2 separate regions of the Sus scrofa genome follow, and region 1 is linked to region 2. A link is a contact called in public Hi-C data. All regions are on one chromosome and are shown on one strand. The core of a region is the stretch at or near the end of the contact, and the rest is flanking DNA. Distances in the headings are between cores, read along the strand shown. Region 1 has its middle 15 kb from the start of CALM1. Region 2 overlaps NRDE2 (protein NRDE2 homolog).

Region 1 (5,687 bases), core at 2,273-4,772, 88 kb after region 2:
TCAGCTTGGTTGCTTTGTTCCTGGTATTCCCTCTGTGTGGAATGCCTTCCCTATGCACATCCATATAAGTCACTGATCCTCTAAGCTAGCTCAATGCCACCTCCTCCACAAAGCTTTCTCTGATCACTTTAGCAAAATCAGTTTTCCCTCTGGGCTTTGGAAATACTTGTTTTCTTCTACTTTGAAAAAAATGTGCATATTATCTCCCAACCCAAAATATAACTCCTTTAAAAACCAAGGTCCAAATCAGTTTTATTTCATATCCCCATGGACCCTAAATACAGGGCCACAGTCACAACAAATACATACTTGACAAACATTTATGGAATGAATAATCAAATACTCATAATAAAAGTAGAATGTGGTAACAGAAAAGGGTGAAATAAAGCACTGAGGAGCCCAGTGGAGGAAGAGGTTATCATAGCTGACTTTGCACTTGAGCTAAGTTTTTAAGGATGTTAGAGCTTTATTTTGCAGAGATGATGGAAATCAGAAATCTAGGCCTAGAGAGCAATGTGAATAAGAGATGGAGGTGTTCCCTTGTGGCACACTGGGTTAGGGATCCAGCATTGTCACTGCAGTAGCCATAATCGCTGCTGTGTCCCTGGCTCAGGTACTTCCACGTTAAACAGCTCATGCGGCTGAAATTTAGGAGATGCAAAAGATAGCAGGTTATTAGGACTGAAAGGCCATATTATGGAGGGGCCTGAAGGAATTCCTAAGGAATCTGGACTTAATCCTAGAGACCATAGGAAGCCATGGGAGGTCTGAAGAGGGAAATTATATAGTCACTTGTGTGCTTTGGAAAAACTACTCCACCAGCTGGGCATAAGGCAGAACAACTTTTGCAATAGTTAGGATAACAGTCTCAGTGTCTTGAACTATGGTGGTGGCATATAATGGTGAAAGAACATAAAAAAGTTTAGAGTGGGGAATTCCAATTGCGGCGCAGTGGAAAGAAATCTGACTAGGAACCATTAGGTTGCAGGTTTGGTCCCTGGCCTCACTCAGTGGGTTGAGGATCTGGCATTGCTGTGAGCTGTGGTGTAGGTTGCAGACTTGGCTCAGATCTGATGTTGCTGTGGCTGAGGCGTAGGCTGGTGGCTCCGATTGGACCTCTAGCCTTGGAACCCCTATGTGCCGAGAATGTGGCCCTAAAAGGCAAAAAAAAAAAAAAAAAAAAGTTCAGGGTGGAAAGAGTACTACAACAGGGCAACGGAGGAGTGAGCTTCTGAATCTGGTCTATATGGAGGCAGTTTAGGTCCACGAACTTAGATGGAAAAGTAGAACAACTATTTTCACTAACTTCTACGTGAAATGTAGCATGCTTTCAATTATGAACATGGCAATGAACCACAGTAGAATTAGGCTTCATCAGACTGGCAAAGGGGTCCATGGTGTTAAAAAGAACTTCTGCACTCAAAAGTGACTAATACTTCAGGAGAGCCCTTACCAGAGATAAAGACTGGAATTGAGTAAGAACCTTTAAAAACATAAAACATGAAAAGCAAAACCCTGAGAGGGGACTGAGAGAAGGAACAATAGCTAAAATTATGTTTGACTCTGGACATGCCAAGTTTCAGGTGTCAGCTCAGACTTATCTTACACAAGGACATCTGTTTTCTTGTGCTCAGTAACCCGTGTCCTCACAGATCCTAGAGAAACCTAACCACCTCTATATAGTTGGAATCTTCATTTCCCATTCTGTTCACTCTCCCATCTTGTGGCACTGAAAACAATCCAAGGGTGATCAAATGTCCTAGTTTGCCTGGGACAGAGGGGCTTTCTAGGACATGGGCCTTTGATGCTAAAACCAGGAAAGACCAAGGCAAACTGTGATGAGCTAGTCACCCTAAGGGCCCTCAAATCTGGCACTGCATGCTAACAAGGCTATATTAATACTATGCCTTCCCTAAGGGGAAAACAAACAAAACAAACAAAAAAAAAACCCTAAGCCATTCAAAGTTTATTTTGGATCTGAGTTTGTCCATCTGTTCCCCTCACAAAGCAGAAAATCCTGAAGGAAAATCTTCCTCTCACAAGGTCAGATAGTTATGGGCCCTCAATAAATGCTTTAGTAACTGATTATCACTATGTCAGTCGTTCTACAATTTCCACAGACCTGGCACATTCTCATCTCCTGCAATCTTCACAAGGACTGTGAGACAGATTTAATTCTCTTCATGTTACAGAAGAAACCAAGGCTCCAGAAGATTTAGTCCTTTGCTCTACCTCACCGCAGCAAGCAAAGTGGCCAACTCCCAGCACTGCAGCTGCCAAAGAACACTGAATTACTGGGTGTTCCAGAGAGGCACGAGTGGTTGTTGCTATACGGAGATTATGCAAAGCTGCAATTGTCTTTTGCAACGTCCCTGAACTCAGTGCTCTGGCATCATACTGAGACACAGTAAAAGGGAGCGTTAGTTTTAGGCAGGAGGCACTCTAAGGTAAAGTGATGCTTTGCCTACGGGAAAACGCATGAGACAGTGATTAAATGTTCAAAATCAGTGCCATTAGCTAAGACTAGCAACAACTTACAAATAAAATTGTCTGGTAAATGGTACCACACCACGCTCCCACATGGCAGCACCTAATCAGAAAACCTATACAAAGCTGTGGCTGCACCTGCCATATTCGTCAATAGAAGAGTCAGTACAGACCCACGTGTGCCTGTAAAGATCAATCCAGGAATCTTGGACGGGGAAGGGAACTGCGAAAGCCAGGATACACGAACCCGGGTCGTCAATTACTAAGGCTTCACACAAGGGAGAGGCCTGGCTGCGCTGGGTTTATTGGCCCTATAATTCACTACCTCTCCCTGTGGCCATAGCAACACCCACACCAAGGCAGCTCCAGAATTCACCTTTGGATAGCCACGCTCCACCGAATTTGCACCTACGCAGCTCAAATAAAACCATCAGACATCATCTCCCGAAAACAAGACAACCATGGCTTATTTCCACTCCCCCAGCTCTAATTCACCCAGGAAACACATATATTTTTTTTTTCTTTCACTCATATATACGGAAGGTAACCCTGAACAACCATCACTTTTGGAACAGTAAAACATAATATGAGGACCCCCCCCTTCTCAGAGGGGGGTGAACATCGGAGATGAAAGCGGGATCCACACCCAAACACACGACGAGTCGCCTAAAATGGCAACTAAACTGACAGGATCAAAATAATTTCAGCCAACGTCTGCTATCATGTCTGTCTAGCAAGCTCCGCTTGGCCCCTGCAGGCCACTGTCTCCGGAGCCGAGAAAGTTCCCTAGGCGGTTGTGGGATTTACAGCTCTGAAAAACAAAAACCGCATTCCCTGCAGGCGGGACCGCGCACAGCGCGAGCAACAACCATGACGTATTCGGAGGAGCTTTCCAGAACTGCCTTCCAGCCCGAGCAAAAGCCCAGGAAGCCAACCTCCCCTTTGCTTCTAGAAATGGAGAGGAGTCAAATCACCCTCCCTGCGCCCGCCGACAGAACGCAGACCCAGCGGTTTTCGGGAAGCGCCGCCTAAACCTCCTGTCAGACCCCCTCCTTCCTGGGTGGCCACTCTGCCCTGAGCCGCGAGCCCTCGAATCCTACCCCACCACCTCCCTGGGACCTGAGCAAAAACGAAACAACCCACCACCATAGAAAAAGGGAACAGAAACCCCCAGCAAAACTTCTGTCGCAGAGCCTATTTCCACTGTCCCCAAAAGCTCCACGAAAAACCCCCTGCGTCCCAGCCGTCCGCGGTGCCTCTAGTAAAGATGGCGGCCATAGGCGGAGCCGCTCCCTCCCGAAAGCAGCCTGCTGACCCTCCTCCAGCCACGGCCATTCACGCGGGGTCCTCCACGCCCACCGCGGCTTGACGCATTGCAGGTGCGGAGCGGCCAATCAGGCGTCTCGACTCTTTCCGGCCAACGACTGCAGGGTCGCGCTGGCCAATCAGAGCGCCCTTGTCAAACTGAAGGAGGAAAGCAGCCTCGGCAGCGCCAACTAAGCAACCGGCTCCAGAGCTGCGCGTTTGGGGCGTGTGAAAGAGGACTGCCTGTGTTCCTCCGCCGGGAGATGTAGTGCCCTCGCCCGCGCCGCGCCCCGCCCCGCCCTGCCCGCCCGCGCGTACTTGAAAGGCTTAGGCGAGAGGCGCTCAGGTTCTCTTCCCGCTGGAGCGTCGCGAGACACGGAGTTTTCCTAGAAACAAGCCTAAATCCCTTTGCCAGGCTCGTGGCCCTCCGAGGGGCGATCGGAAACCACCCTCGCCCTCCCCCCTAGCTCATTGAGGCCGCGTTCGCGTTTACGCGGCACCTTGTGTGATAATAGCAGCCACCGGAGCGATAAGAAGAAAACCTCGCCTTATCTCGAAACCCCAACTCGATCTGCCTCCGAGGCGACCCTTCCTGTTTACTACGAGCCGAGGCCCGGCCGCCCGAAAGCACCGTCGTGGGCACTTTTGTTTCAGAAGGGCCGGTTTCCATTTCCCTCCTGTGATTTCCTTATCTCGTCCCCGCGGGCTCGGGTTTTCCGCTGTGTCTGCATAGAAGGGGCCGAGGGGATGGACCAGGAGCCGGCCTGGGGGGCATGGGACGGACGAGGGTAGATTAACAGACTGTAGCCTGAGAACCGACGGTTAGCTCCTCAGTAAACCGAGGGGGCATTCTTCGGTGCCGAGGATAGGCTCTCCTAGATAGAGGAGAAGGCTTAATAAAATCACCTGTCAAACGAGCCAGATCTGGTACCACAGTCTGCATACCTCTGATCCCTCATTACACAGTGAACAGTCTGAGACCCGGGAAGATCAGTTGACACCCCTGCAGTCACATAGCAGTTGAGGAGCAGAGCACAGAATAGAATCTAGGTTGTCTGTGTCTCAAGCCAGTGTTTTTATGCTCTAGTAACACCCCATCTTCTGGAGCTGATGCTGTGAGATGGCTCAAGCATTTGGGGAACTTTGCTGTATAACTGAAGGAAGGTCTAGGAACTAAAGCAACTAAGTTTTCCCTGAACGTAATTTTCAGTGTCCTGCAGAAAAAGGAGCAGAGATGAAATGTTAGTTGGTTAATTCTCACTGCTACAAGAATCTAGCTAAGAAAATGAAACCCTGTGGATTTCTAGAACTGCCATTTTATTTAAATGTGATTTTATCCTCTCTCTGTGATTTTGGCACCATGGGGCTTGGATGATCTAATGATTTTTGTGATTAAACTAGTGTCTATTCACATCCTGATTCTCAGATTATGCTATTAATGGTTTTTCCTGAGGTTTTACAACCTGTGTAGTGATGTCTGCACTGGACCTGTATAAAGGTTGTTCTTTGATCTAAGGCTATAGTTGCCAGTTGCTGTTTATTACTGCTTCTTAAACTTTTACTCAAAGCATAGCTCAAAAAGGAGAAAAGCTGTGGTCTTCTTTCTGTAGGTGGCTGGTAATCATCCCCAAAGCTGTTTGCCAAGTGAGTGAATATCTGAACTTGCAAATGAGCAACTCACCATAAAAATACCTCCCCAAAGAAATAATACATCATATTTCTTTTGCAGTGGGTATGGTATAGGAAATATGTACCATGACTTCTTGGTATCAAGTCAGATTATAATGTGAGATAAGAGCTTTTACTGTGCCACTACTGACATTGGGAATTCTTGGCTAAGTTCCTCTGTTCTCTAGACCTCAATTTTCTATTCTGTGGAATGAGAGGATTGGATT
Region 2 (5,946 bases), core at 2,651-5,150:
AAGCGACCACACAAGAGCCGACCCTCCTCCTTGGAGACAGAAAGGATCAGGTCTAGCACCTCTACGCTCCCCCCACCACCAGCAGCCAGGGAAACCTACTCTGGTTTTCGGTAAGAGGGCGATTTGTGTAGACAGAAGCAGGCCAGCATCTCCCAAGCCAGGCAGGTGCTCCGAGAGCCCAGCTGCCTCCTTTCAGGGACCCAAAGCCCAGCAGGAATGTGGGAAGAGCAAGCCCTGGCAGCCGGGGGGAGGGCCGGTACTCGCCTGTCTCTCTGGATCCTCACAGTCTTCCTCCGTCTGCTTCTTGGTCTTATCAGGGCGCCACGGCCGCCAGTGCCTCTGGTCCCGGGACCGCTCAGCAGCAAGCCAGATCTGCCACCTGGGCAGAGTCTTATCTTTAATTTCCTGGTCGTCATCTTCTGGTTCATCATCATCATCATCATCTAAAAGCAAGAATAAAACTTTCCAGTGCAACTAACCAGCAAAGAGAACCATCATCAACCTTTAAATCTACCTGCTCTGCCAGCCACAGGGCTGGGTACCTGGAATGCCAAGATGAGCAAGAGCCAGGCCCAGACTCACTGGCATTTAGGGACTTTCCTATAATCAAGTTCTCAGGGAAAAAAACAGCAGGTGAGCTGGTGAAATCAGACGGGTGAAATATTCTAAAGCTGTGCTAATGTGGTAGCTACTAGCTGCATGTGACTCACTGGGCACCTGGAATGAGCTGGTGGAATAAATGAATGTCTAGTTTTACTTCAACTAATTTATTAGTCGTATTTTTAATCTTTTTAGGGCCGCACCCGCACCACATGGAGGTTCCCATGCTAGGGGTCAAATGGGAGCTATAGTTGCTGGCCTACACCACAGCCACAACAACGTGGGATCTGAGCTGCATCTGCGACCCACACCACAGCGCACGGCAGTGCCGGACCCTTAACCTACTGAGCAAGGCCAGGGATCAAACCTCCGTCCTCATGAATGCTAGTCAGATTCATTTCTGCTGAGCCACAGTGGGAACTCCAATTTTAACTAATTTTAATTAAAATAGCCACGTGTGGCTAGTGGTATTGCACAACACAGTTCTAGAATGCTAAATGACATTTAATGACATCACTGGTTTAAATTTTTTTCCTTTTTAGGGCTGCGCCCAGGGCATATGGAAGTTTCCAGGCTAGGGGGTTAAACTGGAGCTACAGCTGCTGACCTAAGCAACAGCTCATGGCAACGCCAGATCCTTAACCTACTGAGCAAGGCCAGGGATCCAACCTGCGTCCTCATGCTTAGTGGTTGGGTTCATAACCCACTGAGTCACAACAGGAACTCCTGGTTTGGATTTTCTTAAGCTATCGGAATTTTTAGTCATTTGTTTGTTCACTTGTGTGTCAGGATTTTAAACCCAACAGTCTACCCAAATGCTCTTCTGAATTTCTCAAAGAAAACTAAAATTTATTAATCTATCACTTTCTTCTAAAGACCTACATTGGAAGTAATCCTTCAATCACACTGAGAATGTTACTATAAGAAAAATTATTCCTGTTGAGTCAAACATCAGACTTAAATACCTGAATTTATTAGATTAGGAATTTGAAAGATTATATGGTTTTGGACATATATGCGTAACAATTACAGACTAACAGGAAGTGAAGGTAAGCAGGAAGAAATGGCCATGAGGTATGAAGAAGCACTTCAGAATCGATGATAAATACCAGCCACTCTCCAAATGCCAACCTTGTCGGGATGGACCAAAAAACTTAAAACCAAAAACAGTTATCCATTAGTCTTCTGAAAACTTTCAGTCTTTCTCCTGACAGTGGGTTTTTGAGGACTCCCATCACGTTCATCAGAAAGAAATTCATTAAATTCAGAAGAAGATTCTTTACCACAGAAACTTTGCAGGGAACGCAAGTACCAACATACATCCCTCATCTGACATTAAAAATCAAGGTTTCAACACCTGGATCACCTTTCTGAGAAAATTAACTTTACTTCTGACTACGAGTGACTATTAGACATTTGGACATTTGTCAGAGAAGTACGTTAACTCGGTATCTGTTCATTCCTATGAGAACTCTATCCTCAAAGGCAAGCAGAATAAACTTTAGAACATACCCTGCTGTGTAAGAGTCCTGCTCATTAACAAAACACAGAAACAAAAACAAGCTAAAAACAAGAAATATGCTGAGTCGGTCACTCAGAGAAGGAAGAGTTACTACCCGAAGCTTTCTATCTCAGTAATGCTTCGTGTGGTCTTACACGACGCATGGCTAGAAGGGCAACAGCTACTTCCATTTTGCCCTGCAGGTTATGTTTCTTCATATAGGAAACCAGTGGTATCAGCATGAAGGGCAGTCCCAGTTCTTCTTGGAAAGGACACTCAGGGAAGTCAGCTGAGCCTCTGACAACCCAGGTGTCAGAGGGCATGACCTTCACCAGGCAGTGCTACCCAGAGCTAAGCCACCCCAACACCTGAAGGCACCCCATCTCAAGTGGAGATGGGGATGCCAGCTAGTCTGGAGCTCTGCACTGCCGGGCCGACCTGAGCTATGCCCAAGTTCCCACTTCTCAGCTGAGGGAACCAAGGCCTAGAACAATCACATCTGGTAGAGGAGGCTGGCGGAGCCCAGCCTCTCCCCCGCTCACATTTTCAATAAAACCAGAAGAGAAGCAATTCCTGAATAGCTGAGAGCTGCACTGTCCAATTCAACAGCCATCAGCATGAGGCCACCAAGCACTTGAAAGTGGCTGGTCTGAGTGAGATGTGCTCTAAGTGTAAAATACACATGAGAGGTCAAAGAGTTCATACAGGGGGAAAAAGACGGCAAAATATCTCGTTACTTTTAAAATACTGACATTTTTAAATGTTAAACAAAATACATTATCAAAATTAACTTTATCTGTTTCTTTTTACTTTTTTAATGTGGCTACTAGAAAATGTGAAGTTACACATGTGGCTTGAGAATTATATTTTTGTTGGCCAGGGCTGCCTTGGAAGTGTAACCTGGAAAGTACTTTGCAGTCACTTAGAATGAGTTTTATAAATGCTAGTTAATAATTATTTTATTCCTAAAAAGGCAAGAATTTTTCTAAGAATCTGTTTGTACAGTATCAAGAAAACAAAAAGACTGCCTTAAATACACATAAAAATGGGAGTGGGGGGAGCAGCAGATTAGCAACGAAATTACTAACCAGAAGCAACCCACAAAAGGAAAAAGGAAAACTGCTTTCTTTGGAAAGAAATTCAAGCCCCCACAGTATATGCACTCTACGGAGACTCTAAGGGGAAGAAAGAGTCTGTTCTCCTAGGTCATTTGCTTAATATATTTTTAAGATATTGATGTTTGTATAAGGTTCTTAAGCTAAACAGCTATTATATAAACAACCCATGAAGGCATGAAAACAAATCCTAAAAGAAGATTCACATCTCAGCTGAGAGGCGCCTCACCTGGGTTGACGACCACCCAGCCGCCCCGCTCCTGCTGGTGCATCCAGGCTCTCCAGCCGCGGGCGCCCTTCTCCCCAGCTCGGGGCTCTCCACTGTCCCAAAAGGGCTCAAAGAATTCCACCTGTTCAGGTTTAAAATACAGAGGTTTAGCATAACTGCCAAGCCACTGGGCAAAATAAGGGAAGACTGGCATAAGAGGGGCTTATGATTCTTGAAATCTTGCTTGTCATCATTCTTGGGAGTACATATATGACACATGTGCCAAAACAAACCAACCAGGCAGCTGCCAAGATGGGCCCCTGTGACCCTATTCCCTACCCCGGCCTCATGTGGTACACAGTCACTCCCGGGAGTGGGGGCTGAACCTGGCAACTCCTCCCAACAAACAGAATGTGGCTCAAGGTGACGGGAAGACACTTCTGAGATCAGGTTACAAATAGACTGGCCCAGCCCGTGGAGAGGGACCTGCAGCTGACAGGAGAGCACTAGTTTCCCGGTTCTGACCCTGGTAGGCCGGTCTCACCAGGGACTGTAGCATGGCCGGCTCCTCGAAGGTACAGGCCCCCTTTAATACCTGAAGTCATGCTGCTTTCAAGATCTCTGGATGGGAAGGAGTTTCAAAGTCCCCCCAACCTTTTTTTTTTATTGACATCTAGTTGACTTACAATATTGTATTAGCAAAGTTTCAACGGGACAGTGTGCTCCTGAGGGCATGATCACATCTCACTTATAGCATGTCCCCAACATCCGGCACAGTGCCCAACACACAGCAGGAACTCAGCAAACGTTTGCTGGCTGAACGCGGTGGGTACCCAGTGAATACAAAGGCCCGCGAGTTAAAGCCTGGGCCCTCGCTCATGTGTCTGGCCATTACGCAGGGTGTGGGAGCAGGTGGGGCGGTGGCAGTGGTGGGGGGGATGGAAATTCCCCATGGAACAGAATGTGTGCATGACAATGAACTGCAAAGTGACTGTGTTATCACCTGACAGACACCGAAAGGGAGCCAATAACCTGCTCGGTGGAAGCTTCTGTGAGAAACCTCTTGAAGGGTTCCAAAGGGCAGGAGCCCGGGGGAGTGCACACAAGCCTGGAAGCCAGCACGTCCAGGACGGGAGAGCCACGGAGGGCAGGGCCCTGTGCTCCGAGAGCACGGCGGCCACTCAGCAAGGCGCCTGGCAGGGCTACGACCCCTCTTTACAAGTTCTGCTCTTATAAAGGGAGGGAAGAAGGCACACTCAGGAAGGGTTTTTGAACAGTGTGATAAATGGTTATAACCAATGTATTTATTCCACAGAAACACAGACCAGTAACACCAGACTGCCTGTTTTATGTCATACTACTGTGTCTGGGGTAAGAATGTCTCCCAGTTATAAAGATACAGAAGGTCGTTAAATGAAAGTTTCAAGTTGTCATGTAAATGCTTTGAAACTACAGACCTCCTAGTCACTGGGTGCCTTGTGTTCAGCTCTGTGCCGACAAGCGCTGAGTCCCTCCTCTGGGTTGGGAACATGTATGAAGTTGAGATATGGGCACTTCTGTGAGAGCATTTAAAAACCTCGAGTGCACGGCTCAGTCCTGGATGACGTGTCAGTCCTGGCAGTGCCCTCCCCTCCATCAGAAACTGCCCCCCTCACAGACAGAGAGCGTCAGCAGGGGGATGCGGGTGAGGGCGATTCTGAGCCTGGCCCCCACCACACCCCCGATGCTCCACAGAGGCTAAGAATCACTTCTGTAGCACAGCGTGTTCTTAAAACAGAAAAGCATGTCTTAAAATAACTATGTTATCTGGCTTGTCATACTAATAATCAGTTATACCAATACTATCCAATTTTCTTTTCTTTTTTTGGCTGCACCCATGACATGTGGAAGCTCCTGGGCCAGGGACTGAACCTGAGCCACAGCAATGACTCAAGCTGTTACAGTAACAATGCCAGATCTTTAACCCTCTTGGCCACAAGGGAATTCCTTATCCAATTTTCTTCAACCCAATTTTGTCTAGGAAAAAAAGAGGTTAAAAAACGATGATGATAAAAATAGTCTTTAAGGCAATTCATGAAAACTCCTCAAGATGGAGACCTTAGCCTGCCACGACAGACCTTCGAAAGCTCTCCCTAGAGGCAGATACCCTGTCCGTCTCCCTCCAGGCCCTCTCTGTCAAGGAGGAAACTGAGTTTTCTTGAGTGGAAAAAGGGAAAAGAGGAGTTCCCGTCGTGGCACAGGGGTGAACGAATCCGACTAGGAACCATGAGGTTGCGGGTTCGGTCCCTGCCCTTGCTCAGTGGGTTAACGATCTGGCGTTGCCGTGAGCTGTGGTGTAGGTTGCAGACGCAGCTCGGATCCCACGTTGCTGTGGCTGTGGCGTAGGCCGGTGGCTACAGCTCCGATTAGACCCCTAGCCTGGGAACCTCCATATGCCGCGGGAGTGGCCCAAAGAAACAGCAAAAAGACAAAAAAAAAGAAAAAGGGAAAAGAAAGTTTTCTTATATGGATAGCTCTATGGT

What was found. Hi-C and Micro-C count contacts between places; a contact is called where the count stands out from the background.
Region 1: a Hi-C map of skeletal muscle shows a contact between it and region 2, with 2.6 times the contacts expected there. The contact joins two enhancer-like sites. A contact is called at or near these places in 10 of 47 Hi-C or Micro-C datasets (alveolar macrophages, brain, embryonic fibroblasts and 5 more) and 2 of 2 datasets of contacts at active chromatin or transcription factors (alveolar macrophages and skeletal muscle).

The regions. Positions count from the first base shown.
Region 1 is chr7:112,143,164-112,148,850 of Sscrofa11.1, forward strand. No RefSeq gene overlaps it. Among named protein-coding and RNA genes, the nearest start is that of CALM1, 15 kb to the right of the region's middle. Within about 2 kb of position 3,523, at least 83 of the 83 cell types and tissues checked have an H3K27ac peak or open chromatin away from gene starts, as enhancers often do. A contact at or near this core is called in skeletal muscle, where this site is marked.
Region 2 is chr7:112,054,566-112,060,511 of Sscrofa11.1, forward strand. NRDE2 (protein NRDE2 homolog) reads right to left here. Exons shown (of 14, transcript XM_021099603.1): 8 at 3,446-3,566; 9 at 265-443. Among named protein-coding and RNA genes, the nearest start is that of PSMC1, 30 kb to the left of the region's middle. Within about 2 kb of position 3,901, at least 8 of the 83 cell types and tissues checked have an H3K27ac peak or open chromatin away from gene starts, as enhancers often do. A contact at or near this core is called in skeletal muscle, where this site is marked.